2 separate regions of the Ovis aries genome follow, and region 1 is linked to region 2. The links are chromatin contacts, called in public Hi-C maps. All regions are on one chromosome and are shown on one strand. Each heading gives the region's core, a stretch centred on a gene start, on an enhancer-like site or on the middle of the called end of the contact. The rest is flanking DNA. Distances are from core to core; before and after follow the strand shown.

Region 1 (6,603 bases), core at 3,997-6,496, 690 kb before region 2:
GTGGCAGACACAATTAGTGACTAAATATCAACAACAACAAACAGGGAACTAGATCCTGTATGCCATGACTAAGATTTTGCATGCTGCAGCTAAAAGATCCCGCATGCTGCAACTAGGACCTGGGACCAGCAAATAAATAAATAGTTAAAAAAAAAAAAAAAGAGGGGATGCACCATGGCCTTGTTGATGGCACTACGTCGTCTGGGGATTTGGAAGGAAAGCCATTTTGGGGAGGGACAGGATTGATAGGGATAGGGGTTGGATATGAGGAAGACGGGCGATAAGAGGGATTAAGGCTGGTGGGTGGGGACCAGCCTGGATTTTCTTCAGTCCCAGGGAGGGCAGAAGACCCTCTGTGGGCTGGCCTGGGGAGCCCCTGTCCTGTACCTCCCTGCTGGCCTTCTCTACCCTGCTCTCTCAAGGCTCAGCCCCCTACTACCCAGGAAGATGCTCCAGGGGCCCTGCAGGAGAGTCCCAGGGCCGGGAGGAGGGGCCTGTGAGGCCTGTGCCCTGCCTCCATACTGTGCGTGCCAGGCAATCCCCCCTCAAGCTAAGATGGGACTCCCCTGTGCCTGCTGGGTGTGGGGGAGAAGGGCTGAGGCCCAACCCCAGCCCCAGGAACTGACCACTACACCGCCCCTGCACTGACGCCCTCGGGCCTCTGAGCCGCGGACGTGCAGGCGGAGCAGCGGTCGGCAGGGGGCGCTCGGGGTCCGCGGATGGAGATGCGAGGCGCGCCCCGAGGGGGATGGGTACTAGTAGGGCGGGACTGAAACACAGGTAGGACTCACCTGAAGCGGGAGGGGGCAGTGAGAGGGAGAGCACCGACTTTGTGCCAGGAGGAACAGTTCCAAAGAGGGACAGATATACACCCTCTTCATGAAGGATCTGCCTCTCCCCGCCCCCAATAGAATCACGACCCTCAGGAGGATAGGCACAGGATGCCCCCTCCCAAGTCTGGCGCCTTCTGGGCTGGTGTTTGAGGCCCCGGGCGAGCCAGAGGGAGGTGGGAGTGACCCCTGGCCTGACAGGGAGTGCTGGGCCTCTGTGGCAGTGAGGAGGGGGCAAGAGCCCTGGACTCAGATTGGCTGTCTGATCCAACTGGGCTTCACAGAGACCCTAGGCAGGGCGCTCAAGCTCTACTGGAAAGGGGGCAGTGTCTGCTAGGTGCCCAGCACCGGCCTTAACACAATGGCCATGGAGCTTAATACAAATCGCCAGAGTCTCCCTTGCGGCAGACCTGCACATTTCTTCTATAGCTCTCTAATGAGCACTTGCTGAGTGCCTGGCCCTTTGTGAGACCCTCTGGGTACAGTGATGAGCACTGTCGCGTGGGGTAGCACCTGCCTCCAGGAGCTTAGGTTCCAGTGGGCACAGGCATCCTATGGCTTGTCCTTTGATTCTCCAAAATGGAAAGAAAGTGAAAGTCGCTCAGTCATGTCCAACTCTCTGTGACCCCATGGAATAGTCCCTGGAATAGTCCATGGAATTCTCCAGGCCAGAATACTAGAGTGGGTAACCTTTCCCTTCTCCAGGGGATCTTCCCAATCTAGGGATTGAACCCAGGTCTTTTGCATTGTACGCGGATTCTTTACCAGCTGAGCTGCCAGGGAAGTAATGACAAAACACAAAGGTTGATATTGAAAATTCTCTTATTTCTTGTCAAATACCAGGCTGGGAAGATTCCAGATCTTACTGTTCTGCTCTGGTCCTCTGTCTCTGACCAGAGAAGTCAGAATCCGACTCTCTGCTTCAAACTCTCCATCTGACTCAGTGGAGGCTAGAGTCTAGTAATGCCCTCGAGGCCGGGCACAGCCTGGCCCCCAGCTTGACCAGTCTCCTCTCATTCTACCCACCCCGTCCCTCCACTGCCGCCTCCTCAGTGGCTTCCTTGCAGGTCCTCAAATGTGCCAGGCAGGTCCTGCCTCAGAGCCTTTGCCCTTGCTGTTCCCAGGCATCCATGCGGCTCCCTGCTTCACCCCATGTGGGTTCTGATGAAATGTCCCCTTCTCACTGAGGCATTTCTTAATCTCCTATGACTCACCCCACCCGCAACATTTCCTATGCACATTTCCACTTAATTTTCCTCCATGTTGTTGTTGTTATGTAGTTGCTAAGTTGTGTTTGACTCTTTGTGACCCTGCCAGGCTCCTCTGTCCATGGGGTTTCCCAGGCAAGAATACTGGAGTGGGTCGCCATGTCCTTCTCCAGGGGATCTTCCTGACCCAGGGATGGAACTCACGTCTCCTGCATTGGCAGGTGGATTTTTTTACCGCTGAGCCCCCAGAGAAGCCCAGTTTTTCTTCATAGCATTTATCATTTCCATCTGGCCACCTGTATCTTTTATAATATATTTCTTTCTTATCTGTCTCTCCCCATGAAAATGTAAACTCCATGTGAGCAGGGATTTGGGCAGATTTGTTTACGCTGTCTTCTCAGAGCCTAAAACATGTGTGGTACACGAGGTGTCAATAAAATATTTATCAAGTGAGTGTTGAGAGCTGGGTCTGAGTGGCACGCATCTCTTGGTGACAGGGGCTGATGGCAGGGAGGTGCCTGACTTTTAGGCCTCAGCTGAATCGCAGCTGCCACAAACCTGGGGGTGGGGAGGAGGAGAAGGCAGGAGTGTTTTGGTTCTTTCTTGCTCTTTTTGGAACGGAAGTTGAGTGGCTATGGTAATATCCACCAAACACGCCTTAGTTGAAACAGGGCGATGCAGGTCTCTCCCTTTGAAAAAAATTAATTACAAAAATACAGCAATATTTTCTTTGGTGTTTTCTTCCTTTCCTTCCTTCCTTCTTCCTTTCTGTTCTTCCTCAGCTACCTCCCATCTCTACCAACCACCAGTCTAGTCTCTGTTTTGGTGAGTCTGGTTTTCTTGAATTCCTCACATGAGCGAGATCATGCAGAATCTGTCCTTCTCTGTCTGACTTCCTTCTCTCAGTACAATATCCTCATGGTTCATCCATGTTGTTACAGATGGCAGGATTTCCTTCTTTCTATGGCTTAGTATATATACCACAACTTTATCTCTGCAGTAGGTTATTTCCGTATCATGACTGGAAGAAAGTTGTCTGAACTGCAGATATCTCTTCAAGATAGTGATTTTGTTTCCTTCAGATACATACCCAGAAGTGGATCATGTGGAAGGTCTATTTTTAATTTTGGAGAAACTTCCAAACTGTTTTCTACAGTGGCTGCGCCAATTTACATTCTCACCGACAATGCACAAGCTTTCCTTTTTCTCCACTTCCTTACCAACACTTGCCGTCTTTCTGATGATAGCCATTCAGGCAGGTGTGAGACGCTACCTCACTGTGGTTTTGATTTGCGTTTCCCTGATGATGAGTGATGCTGAACATCTTTTCATGTGCCTGTTGGCCATCTGAATGTTTTCTTTGGAAAAGTGTCTATTCAGTTCCCCTGCTCATTTTTAATTGGATTATTACTGTTGTTATTTGCTAATAAAAAATCAGATTGGGGTATAGTTGATTTACAATGCTGTGTTAATTTCAGGTGTACAGCAAAGTGAATCTGTTATACATATACAGACATCCACTCTTTTTAAGATTCTTTTTCCTTATATGCCATCAGAGAGTATTGAGTAGAGTTCGCTGTGCTATATAGCAGGTCCTTCTTAGTTATTACTGTTATCTGCTATTGAGTTTATGTGAATTCTTTATATATTGATAATTCAGATATTAACTTCTTAACAAAGATATGATTTGCAAGTATTTTCTCTCATTCTGTAAGTTGCCTTTTCATTTTGTGGATGGTTTTTTTTGCTGTGCAGAAACTTTTTAGTTTGATGTGTCTCACTTGTTTATTTTGGGGAAATGTCTGTGTTTCTGAACAGAGGGTTCCCAGCAGGGGGCTTGTAGGGTTACACATTCTCCACCGGGTCACACGTGCAGTACACCTTCTGGAAGCCAACATGGGCCCTGGCCACCTTGGCAGAACAGTAGCCTGGTCTTTAAGTTCCAACTGTTCCCAGTAGAAGGGAAACATGTCACCCGTCCATTCCCTGCCCCATGTCCAAGAACCAGCCTCTGGGGCCCTCACTTGAACTCTTGGGTTTGAGTAAGGCCAACCTTTCAGCCCAAGGGATGGTGTTGAATCTGTGTTTATCTCTTATCTCTAGATAAGGAAATGGAAACTTATCTCTAGAAGGAAATGGAAACCCACTCCAGTATTCTTGCCTGGAGAATCCCATGGATAGAGGAACCTGGCAGGCTATAGTCTATGGGGTTGCAAAAAGTCGGGCATGACTGAGTGTCTAAACAACAACAACAGTAAGTCCCCTACATATGAACCTTCAAGTTGTAGACTTTCAAAAGACGCAAACATGCATGCTTGTCCCTGTATGCCAGCTGTGGTACTGTACTACTGTATTTTTCAAGGTACTGTACTGTAAGATTAAATATATATTTTTTATTTTGTTTGGCTTGTTTTGGATGTATGTATTGTTAGTGTGAAAAGTATTATAAACCTATTAGAGTACAGTATTATATAGCCAATTGTGTTAGTTGAGTAACTAGGCTCAGCTAAGTGCAGCTGGCCTTACGAACAAACTGGACTGATGAAGCTAGTCTTGGAATGGAACTCGTATACAAACAAATGGCAGGGACTTACTGTACTTCAGCTTTCTTGCTTTATTCTTTACCCCTTCAGTACGTACACTTTCAGCTCTTTGCATTGAATCCTGTCCTTGAAATGCCTAGTCTGGTTTCCTGACCAGAAAGAATCCCAGCTGATGCATTAAAAAAAGGAAAATCAACAAGACAAAGCAGGTTGCGCTAAACACTAGGAAGAGCACAAGGCAGGGAAATAATGGAATAGAAAATGAAAAGTAGTGTGGAGGCAGTAGGGGCTAGGGGCTATTTTCAACTGGCAGGGCTTTCTGAGGAGGTGATGTTTGAGTCGACAAACGAGAAGGAGCCAGACCTAGGGGGTGAGTATTCCAGCTGCGGTCAGGGTCTCTGGGGCGTGTGAGCTGTGAGCCCCTCAGTGGAAGCCTGCCCTTGTGGGTGATGATTGAGGGAGTGGCAGCGAAGAGAAGAGATGGCTTAGTTTGTGGCCCCAGCTCGGAGGATTTAGCCCTGGGAGCCTGACATTTGGTTTAAGTATCGGCTTGGAAACGGAGTCACGTCTCCCTTCTTCCCGCCCCACCCTCCCTGGGGGAGGGAAGCCTCTGCGCGTGGCTCCCGCTCCTTAGACGTGCTGATCTTGCCGCGGCCAGTAGAGGGCAGTGGTTGCTGAGGTGCGTGCAAGCTGGCGGCCGACCTTTCCCCTAGTGTTAACTTGGCCGGTCAGCTTTCCCAGGGAACCGGGTTGGGTAACTTCCCTTCCCTTCTCTAATCCCCAGTGCCCCCAAACAGATCTCTGAGCCCTGGCCTCTTCTTGGAGGGGTTGGGAGTAGGGGAGGGAGATGCAGGTGAGGCTGGGCCGATGTGCAGACCCTCGCCTAACCATTCCTGGCCGAGTTCCAGTTCCAGTGGGCTAAGGGAAAGGCTCTCACAATTAGCATATTTGCTATTGTTACAGGAAAGGGGGACCCCTTTCCGGGCCCTAGAGTCAGCTCTCGTCTAACACTAGGAAACGAACTGTCCAAGGAGACACACATGAGCTGACGCAGCAAGGGGATTTATTGGGAAGGGTGGCCAGCCAGGATGCGGAGGAGGGTAAGGGAAACCCAGAGGACTGCTCTGCCATGTAGCTCGAAATCTCGGGTTTTATGGTGATTGGATTATTTTCCAGGTTGCCTTTCACCAGTCACTGTGACTCAGGGTCCTTCCTGGTGGCCCATATATCGCTCAGCCAAGATAGGTCCCAGAAGGACCTTCTCCCAGAAGGATTCTGGGAGAACATGTGGACTGGAGTCTCTCCTGTCTCCTCTTGACCTTTCCCAAATTCTTCTGGTCTATGGTGGCTTGTTAATTCTGTGTTTCTTACCAAGATCTCTGGTAGTAAAATAACTCATACCAGTGGTTACTGTGGTGCCTGGCCAGGGTGGGCAGTGTCATACTTCCCCTAACACTATTATTTTTATTTTAAAGCATTTAGCATGTGTTAGGCACCGTTCTTTTATCATGCGTCATCTCTTTAAAACTTCACACCAGATTTATGAGGTAGGTACTCAGTCTCCCAGAGGTTGCCCAAGATCACACAGCAAGAACTAGGATTTGCTCTACTCGCCACATCTCAATTCCTCTTCTGCTGCCTCCAAGGAGGGCGTCTTGCCCAGGGAATTGAGATGAGTAGGGAAGGGATGAGCAGAAGGGGATCATGAAGGGGCTGACCTGCTGGAGCACTCATCTGCTCCTTTATTCTGCAGGTGAAGAATCAACCCCAGAGAGGGGACAATGCCTTGTCAAGGGTCCCACAGAGATCACATGGTTGGCCACAACCGAGGGGACTTGGGCACTACAGGGGACCATGAGTTAGATCCTGGGCAGAAGCGGGAATTCCCTGGAGGGCAAGGACACCTCTATACCCCTTTGTACCCCACTCTTCCCTGCTGTCCCCAATACAGGGGCAGCACATGGCAGATGCTCATAAAGTCCTCCACAGTGAGTCAGTCTTGCATCCCTCAGTAGCTGTAGT
Region 2 (6,741 bases), core at 2,748-5,247:
GCCATTGGACCCCACGTTGTCTCTGTCCCTCCCTCGTGGCTTTTCCCAGACTCCTGAGGGCTGGAGGACCCCGAAGGGAGAAGAGAGCCCAAGTCTGGGACCTGGGGTCTGACCTGGGACCCGGCTTCGGGAGAGAGCCCGCACCGTCCCCGGCGCCCAGGAGCCTGGCTTAGGGCGACCCCTGCAGGACGTTCCCAGAACAGAGGCGAGGGAACGGGCCGGCGCCGGCTCCGCCCAGCTCCTCGCGGGGCGCGGCCGCCCAGCCCCTTGGCCTCCCACGTGCAGCGCCGCTCCCCGGCACCTGGAGTCGGGGGCAGACCCCCGCACCATGCCCCGATCCTGACAGAATCCAGAAACTCGCATGCCTCCTCCCAACTAGCCGAGACCAAGGGGTCCATGGGGATTGTAGCAAGCACCAACGCAGGAACCTTTGGGAGTTCTCGGCAACACTCCCAACACCTCTCCTAAGATACCGCTGTTTCTGTGCCAGTGCCCACCTCGGGCATGATGCTCCCATCCTGCAGCCCAGAACGGAAGGGATTGTGGTTTTATCTGTGGAAGAATTTAGAGAGCAGAGAGGACTGTGAAGGGAGAAGCCTTCACTGCCTGTACTGAAGGTGAGCCCACCAAGAGCCCCACTGCCCCCCACGCACCAGGGCTGCAGCTAGCTGGACTGAAGCTAGGCCTCAGTGTTTCCCCACAGTGGTGCCCTCACGGGCCCCTCCCCATCCAGTTCATCTGGGAGGGGAACAGGGGAAATGCTGAGACTGCACCATTTGACTAGGAGGAAAAAAATGTCAAAAATGCTCTGAGCCTGCAGTTTGCTTGTTGACAGCCACACAGGCTCACAATCCTGCTTTCCCTGTGGGGCTCCCTTGCCGGCCGCCCTGGCCTTGGCTGGGCGTGTGAATGGGGGCAGAAGAAAGGGCAGGGCGCAGGGTGTGTGTGTGAACAAGTGAGGTCATTCTCTCTGGGTGGCTCCTTTTAATTAGCACCTGAAAAACTCCCAGCCAGCAAAATTGGATCTTGGCAACTGGGATCCCCACCCTTCTGGCTCATCCCAGCCCTGGAGGGCAAAAGGGGGCAGGAAACCTGAAAGCAGGAAAGAAAAGGGTCTGTTGCAGGCCAGGGCATTTGAGAAGTCTTCCTAGTCCCCTGGGCACCCATTGTCAGGACATGGCCACACTCGAGGGCCAGCTGGTCTCTAGGAAGCTTGGGCTGGGTTGTGGGCAAGTGAAGGTTGGCAAGACATTATTGAAATCATCCTCTTCCCCCCCCAATCCCCACTCCAAGGGAGACCAGTCTCTGAGGGTGACCAGTGTCCCCGCCCTGGAGGTTACATTACAGGTCATTACAACCACATCCAGTCCTTGCAAGACTTTCTGGCCTCCCTTTGGTCATTTGCAACATTAAAGCAGAGTCACCTGGTATCTCATGGCAACCCCCACAATCTAGTCCCCACAGTGGGAAGCAGAGGTTTACTCCATGCAGGCGACAGAGCAAGCCTGTCCAACCTCCCTCAAGACCCCCACTCCCACGGTCCAGAGGACACCCCCGCTGGACCTGCCCACATTCTTCTTCTCCCTCAAAACCCTCCTCTGGGCAACTGCCTGATAACCTCCCCAAGTCTGTGAGACCTTCTGGTCTGGTGTGTTCAGGTCCCATGTATAGCATGAGCCTCTCTGTTCCCTGGATCTGACACCCTCCTCCCCATCAGGCTGGAGTCCCTGAGGACACAGCCTGAGTCCCCTTCCCAGCTCCTAGGATCAGATGGCATGCAGGAAGGGCACAGCCCTGTGAAACAAGGGAGACTGGGAAGGAGGGGTACCGCCAGCATTGAGACTCGGGCCTTTCTGCACGAGGAGACAGGAGCCCTGGGTCAGTCCCGCTGCTGCCTCTACACACTCACAGTGCGACCTCAGACCCGGGGCCCTCCGTCTTGGGTCTGTGTCAGTAACCTTGGGGTGCCCTTTCAGCTCTGACAGCTTATGCTACCGGGAGTATCCGGTATCCTTGTGTGTTAATGGAGAGAGGGGACTGGAAGGCAAAGAGAACCTGCTTAAAGTAGAAGACCAGTTTGCTGTGGCCACGGTTTCTCAGAAAAGAGCTGGAGGCAGCATTCCCTCTAGCTTTCCCTGAGACCCGAAGAACCACTCACAAATGTCCCCACCTCTGGGGACAGCTGAGGGTCCAGCAAGAGCTGGGGATGCGGAGCACAAGACGAAGTAGAAGGTGGTCCAATTTCTAGATGAGTAAGTTCTAGATGCTTCAACATGGAGCATGCAGCAATACTATGTTGTACAGGTAAAATGTAAGAGGGTAGATCTCAGGTTAAGCATTCTTATCACGACAAAAATAAATAGTAGAAGCTTCCTGAGAGCTGTCCAGAGTCCAGGGGAATCTAAGCCCAGAGGGGTATTCCCAGCTCCAGATGTTCCCCTTCTGGCTGCTTCCAGGGCCCAGCAGCCAAATGCTCACAAACCACTACCCTCCAGGGTCCACCAACCCAGAGAAGTGGTGGGGACAGGGCCACCCTGCCGGCCCTCAACCCCTCCCCAGAGAGCCAGGCCACCATGCCCCCCACCAACCCCACAAATCCTTGGGGTCCCCCACCCTGGGGCTCAGAGTGTTGCCAGAAAGTGGAGCCTGATTTCAGGTGACAGTGGAGACAGGATGAGGTGACTGTTCTCAGGGCAGAGAGGGGCGTGTTGGAAGAATGAAAGCGTCCTCTCCCTGGGGCTGAGTGGGAGCCTGAGCAGGGCAGGCACCGCCCGACGCTGAGGCCTCCGCCCCCCGCCCAGCTGGGCTGGCTGTTCCCATCACACCCTGGGCAGTAAAACTTGCTTTTATGGTTGTTGCAGAGGTTGCTGTTTTTCTGGGGGCGGCAGTGGGGGCACGGGGGTGGCTGTTTGTGTTTCTATATGCAAGCACACCTGGTGCTTGCCTGTGTATTGATGTCTGAAGTTTGGTGTGTGTGTGTGTGTGTATTGGTGTGGGTCTATGAGTGTGCTTGTGAGGATATATTCTTGTGGGTCTGGGAGATCATTATAGCTATGTTTATTGAGTTATTACAATGTATCAGGCACTCTCTAGGTGTTTTGTTTTTTTTTTTCCTTGAATCCTCCCTGTAAGGAAGGGATTCTAGCTATCCCCATTTTACAGGTAAACAGTTGGAAAAATCTGATGACAGACTCAAAGTCAGGAAAGTAGAAAGGAACAGAGCTGTGATGCTTGCCTATTGTGCTGAAAATGTCTCTGTGTTACATGTACGTGAGGATCTGGACAGGTCTGTCTGTGTGTCCACATAACCTCTAAGTGCTCAGGGGAGTCTGTGCATACCTGCCTGTGTGTCTGGATCAAGCCTGGGCCCTGGCCAGGTGGGGCTCAGTAGCTGGGATCACCAGAGTCTTAGGAAGGACAACCTGAGAACAGTGACTGTCATGTCTGAAGCAGAAAACAGAGCTTGTGATGTGGCTGACTCTGGCCAGAGAACTTTTGCCATCAAGACTGTGCCAATGTGGGCCAGCACAGTACCAGACCCCAAACACAAAGCCAATCTAGTCCCTTCAAGGAGGGGACAATCTGGGGAGAGCTCACAGGGCCGCCAGAGGAGGCCATTTCGCCACCCCGTCCGCACCCCATGGGGTCTCAAAAAGAACACGACTGAGCGACTGAAAAACAACTCCCACCCCATCGCCGTCACTGACAGAGTCACTCCTGCCCCTAACCAGCAGGTGGAAATGGCAGAGAGGGGGACCCCAGGGGAGGGACTGAGACTTCCTGGCTGGGAGCTCTGTTCCCTGAGAGCCCCGTGCTCCGTCTTCTGCACCTCGTTCCCCAGGCAGGGACCACGGGCTCCTTCTGGCCGGGTGCCAGGTCGGGGGCTCCATCGGGCCACCTGCGACGGGGGGCCTGGGAACCTAGAGGCCGGCGGCCCACGGCGGGGGGCGGGGCCGGAGCGCTAGGCCGGGTGGCGGCCGCCGATTGGCTGAGCCCTCGCGCTCCCACGGGAGAGGTGGGGGGGAGCGGCCTGGGCGGCTCCGGAGGCCGCTCTGTGACTCACCCTCCGCCCCACCCCTGGAGCTGGACTGGCGCCCAGCGGCTGCCACCGAACACCCGCCGGCTAAGCTGGGACAGCCTGACTCAGCAGGGGGCGCGGGGCCTGCCTGCCGCCCTCTGCGCGTCCCCCCCAGGGGCGAGGGGGTGGGGAATGCGTGTCCACCCTTCTGGAAGAATCGGGGCCCTCTGGAGGGGAAGGATGTCTGGTGTGCGGTCTTCAAGGGTCGTCGTTGGGGTGCTGGGGATTTCTGTCCCTCTGAAATGGGAGGCTATGTCCTCTCTTTTTGAGGGTGTCTTCCTCACCTGGATCTTTGTGGGTTTAGCTAATGGACGGTGGTCTTTTGGAGCCTGCAAGTTGACTTTTTGTGGGTATCATTCTATGACCACCATTTCAAGATCATTTCCACAGGCCCCTCCACACAGCTTATGGGTGCCCCCTCAATGCCACTCTCCGAGAGGGGTGCAAGGCCCAAGGCGCTCTCAAGACAGGCGGGGCCGTGGGGGCCCTGGCGGGGGCTGCATGTTTGGAGAGTTCTCCAGCCATGGCTTTGCTCATCTCCACACTGCAGGGCCCCTGACGGTCAGATCTCAGATGCTACCTCGAGACCAGGCTCCAGACACCTTCTCCAACCCCTGTGGCTCTTTCCTGCAAGATCTCAGGGTGATCTTCAAGTGTTCTCAAAGTGATCCCTTACACTGAAGAGGATCCACATTTGTCCAGAGACTCCTGTGTCTGTTTACCTACTGCCGGGAGCATCCTGTTCACCTGTTGCTTGTCAGAGCAACTCCAGAAATAAACAGGAGAAACTGAGGCATAGAGCATGGCTTGCCCAAGGTCCTACAGGTGTGGTGTGTGAGTCTGAATTTGAACCCAGTTCTGCCATGTGCTCTTCCCACTGGCCCTGGCCGTGGCCGCCCCCTGAGCTCCTAGCTGGTATGGCCTCTGTTTGGCCCCATGACACTAAAGCACACTTGGGAGGCAAACAGCCGACTCCGCAGGAGGCCCAGTTCTCAACTTCACCACCCAGGGTTCCTGTCTCCAGGAAGGATCCCTGAGGGCTGAGAAGGGGTGGGGTAAGGAGCAGAAAGAAGCTGAGTGTCAGCACATGTGGGCTTTTCAGGAGGCAACAGGAGGTATGTGCCAGGTGCCAGGGCTGAGAAGCGACCGTACGTGCACGGTGACCGTGGGACCCACACACACCAAGGCACATATCCAGTGGCTTGTGAGGTCGTCACACACAGAAACACAGACACGCGTAGGAGTGTATCACACTTACACATGCATGTTTCACATGGTGCACACATGGTCTTTAGGATTGTTACAAACACAAGCATATTGTAATGGATCAGTGGACTGGTTACACAGAGTTGCACTGGTTTGTGGGTCGTCACACACACACTATCAGAACCTTTAAAGCAGGAGCAATGGTGGAGTGGGAAGAACACATGAATTTGTTGCAGGAACAGATTGGTCCCAGAGCCTAGCCAAGCTCCAGTTCAGGAAACCCAGACCCTCCCCGTCCCCACACCACCTACCCTGGACAGGCCACTACCAACCACTGGCCCTCTGCACTCCAGACCCAAGACCTGAACTACTCACATACACACAGAGAGACCTGCACACACATGTAACCTTGGAGAAAGCCTGCATTGACTGAGGCAGTTGTCTGCCACAGACGTGACCTACAGAAGTCACGTGCATCTTTCCAAAAGGGGCCACAGCCTTCCCATAAACACATCTGTGCAAGACCCTCACACAAACATGCCTGGGTGCCAGTCACACACACAGAACCACCTGTGGCCCTCACACAGGCCCATGGATCCATGCATACAAGAGAGAAATTTGCTGAATCAGGAAACTCAAACTGAGGCTCTGTAACAACCTAGAGGAGTGGGAAAAGATGGGAGGCTGGAGGGAGGTTCAAGACGGAGGGGACATATGTATACCTATGGCTGATTCATGCTGATGTATGGCAGAAACCAAAGCAATGATCCTTCAATTAAAAATAAGTATTTTTTTAAAGAGAGAAAAACAGATGCATAAGCAAATCAGTCACACAGGCACCCATAAGACTAAGCAGGCACGGACACCCTGCCCTCAGCACAAAAGGAATCCTCTCAGCTGCCCCTCAACCTTCCTTCTTGGCCAGACAAGGTCCAGGCTTGCCCCATCAGCTCTATCCCCTCCCTGGCCCAAGACAGACCCTGCCCTGCCTGCCCTGGCCTGCTTGGGTGGGGCCCCGCCTGCTCCCAGCGCCAGCTGCCAGCTCAGCACAGGGCAGGGTGCCCCATGCTGCTGGCTGCCGCTCTGGCATGTCGCTGGCCCCACCCCCTCCTCCCAGGCCTGCCTGCCACCTCAGCATCTGGGCCACAGCCTGGGTTCCACCTAGCTTGTTACTGCAGGCAGTGGGCAGGGCGACTGACCACCAGAGCTGGGAGCCAGGAGAAGGGGCCCACTGGCAAGACCCTCGGGAAAAGGAACAGTCCATTGGCAGCCTTCCACCACCACCACCCACTGTCCCTTCTCCTTCTCCATCGACCTCTGGGTAGAGTTACAGCTCTCCCGGTGCTGTCCCCTCACCCATAGACATCTGTGCCCAAACACAGGCTCCCCAGCATGCAGACACAACCAGCCCTTCTCACAGCCCCACATACGCAGCCCTGCATGCACAGCCACCCAGC

What was found. Hi-C and Micro-C count contacts between places; a contact is called where the count stands out from the background.
Region 1: a contact with region 2 is called in a Hi-C map of liver, with 5 times the contacts expected there. The contact joins two enhancer-like sites. A contact is called at or near these places in 10 of 16 Hi-C or Micro-C datasets (blood, hypothalamus, liver and 6 more).

The regions. Positions count from the first base shown.
Region 1 is chr3:134,221,949-134,228,551 of ARS-UI_Ramb_v3.0, reverse strand. No RefSeq gene overlaps it. Among named protein-coding and RNA genes, the nearest start is that of KRT80, 30 kb to the right of the region's middle. Within about 2 kb of position 5,246, at least 6 of the 54 cell types and tissues checked have an H3K27ac peak or open chromatin away from gene starts, as enhancers often do. A contact at or near this core is called in liver, where this site is marked.
Region 2 is chr3:133,532,112-133,538,852 of ARS-UI_Ramb_v3.0, reverse strand. No RefSeq gene overlaps it. Among named protein-coding and RNA genes, the nearest start is that of KRT78, 21 kb to the left of the region's middle. Within about 2 kb of position 3,997, at least 26 of the 54 cell types and tissues checked have an H3K27ac peak or open chromatin away from gene starts, as enhancers often do. A contact at or near this core is called in liver, where this site is marked.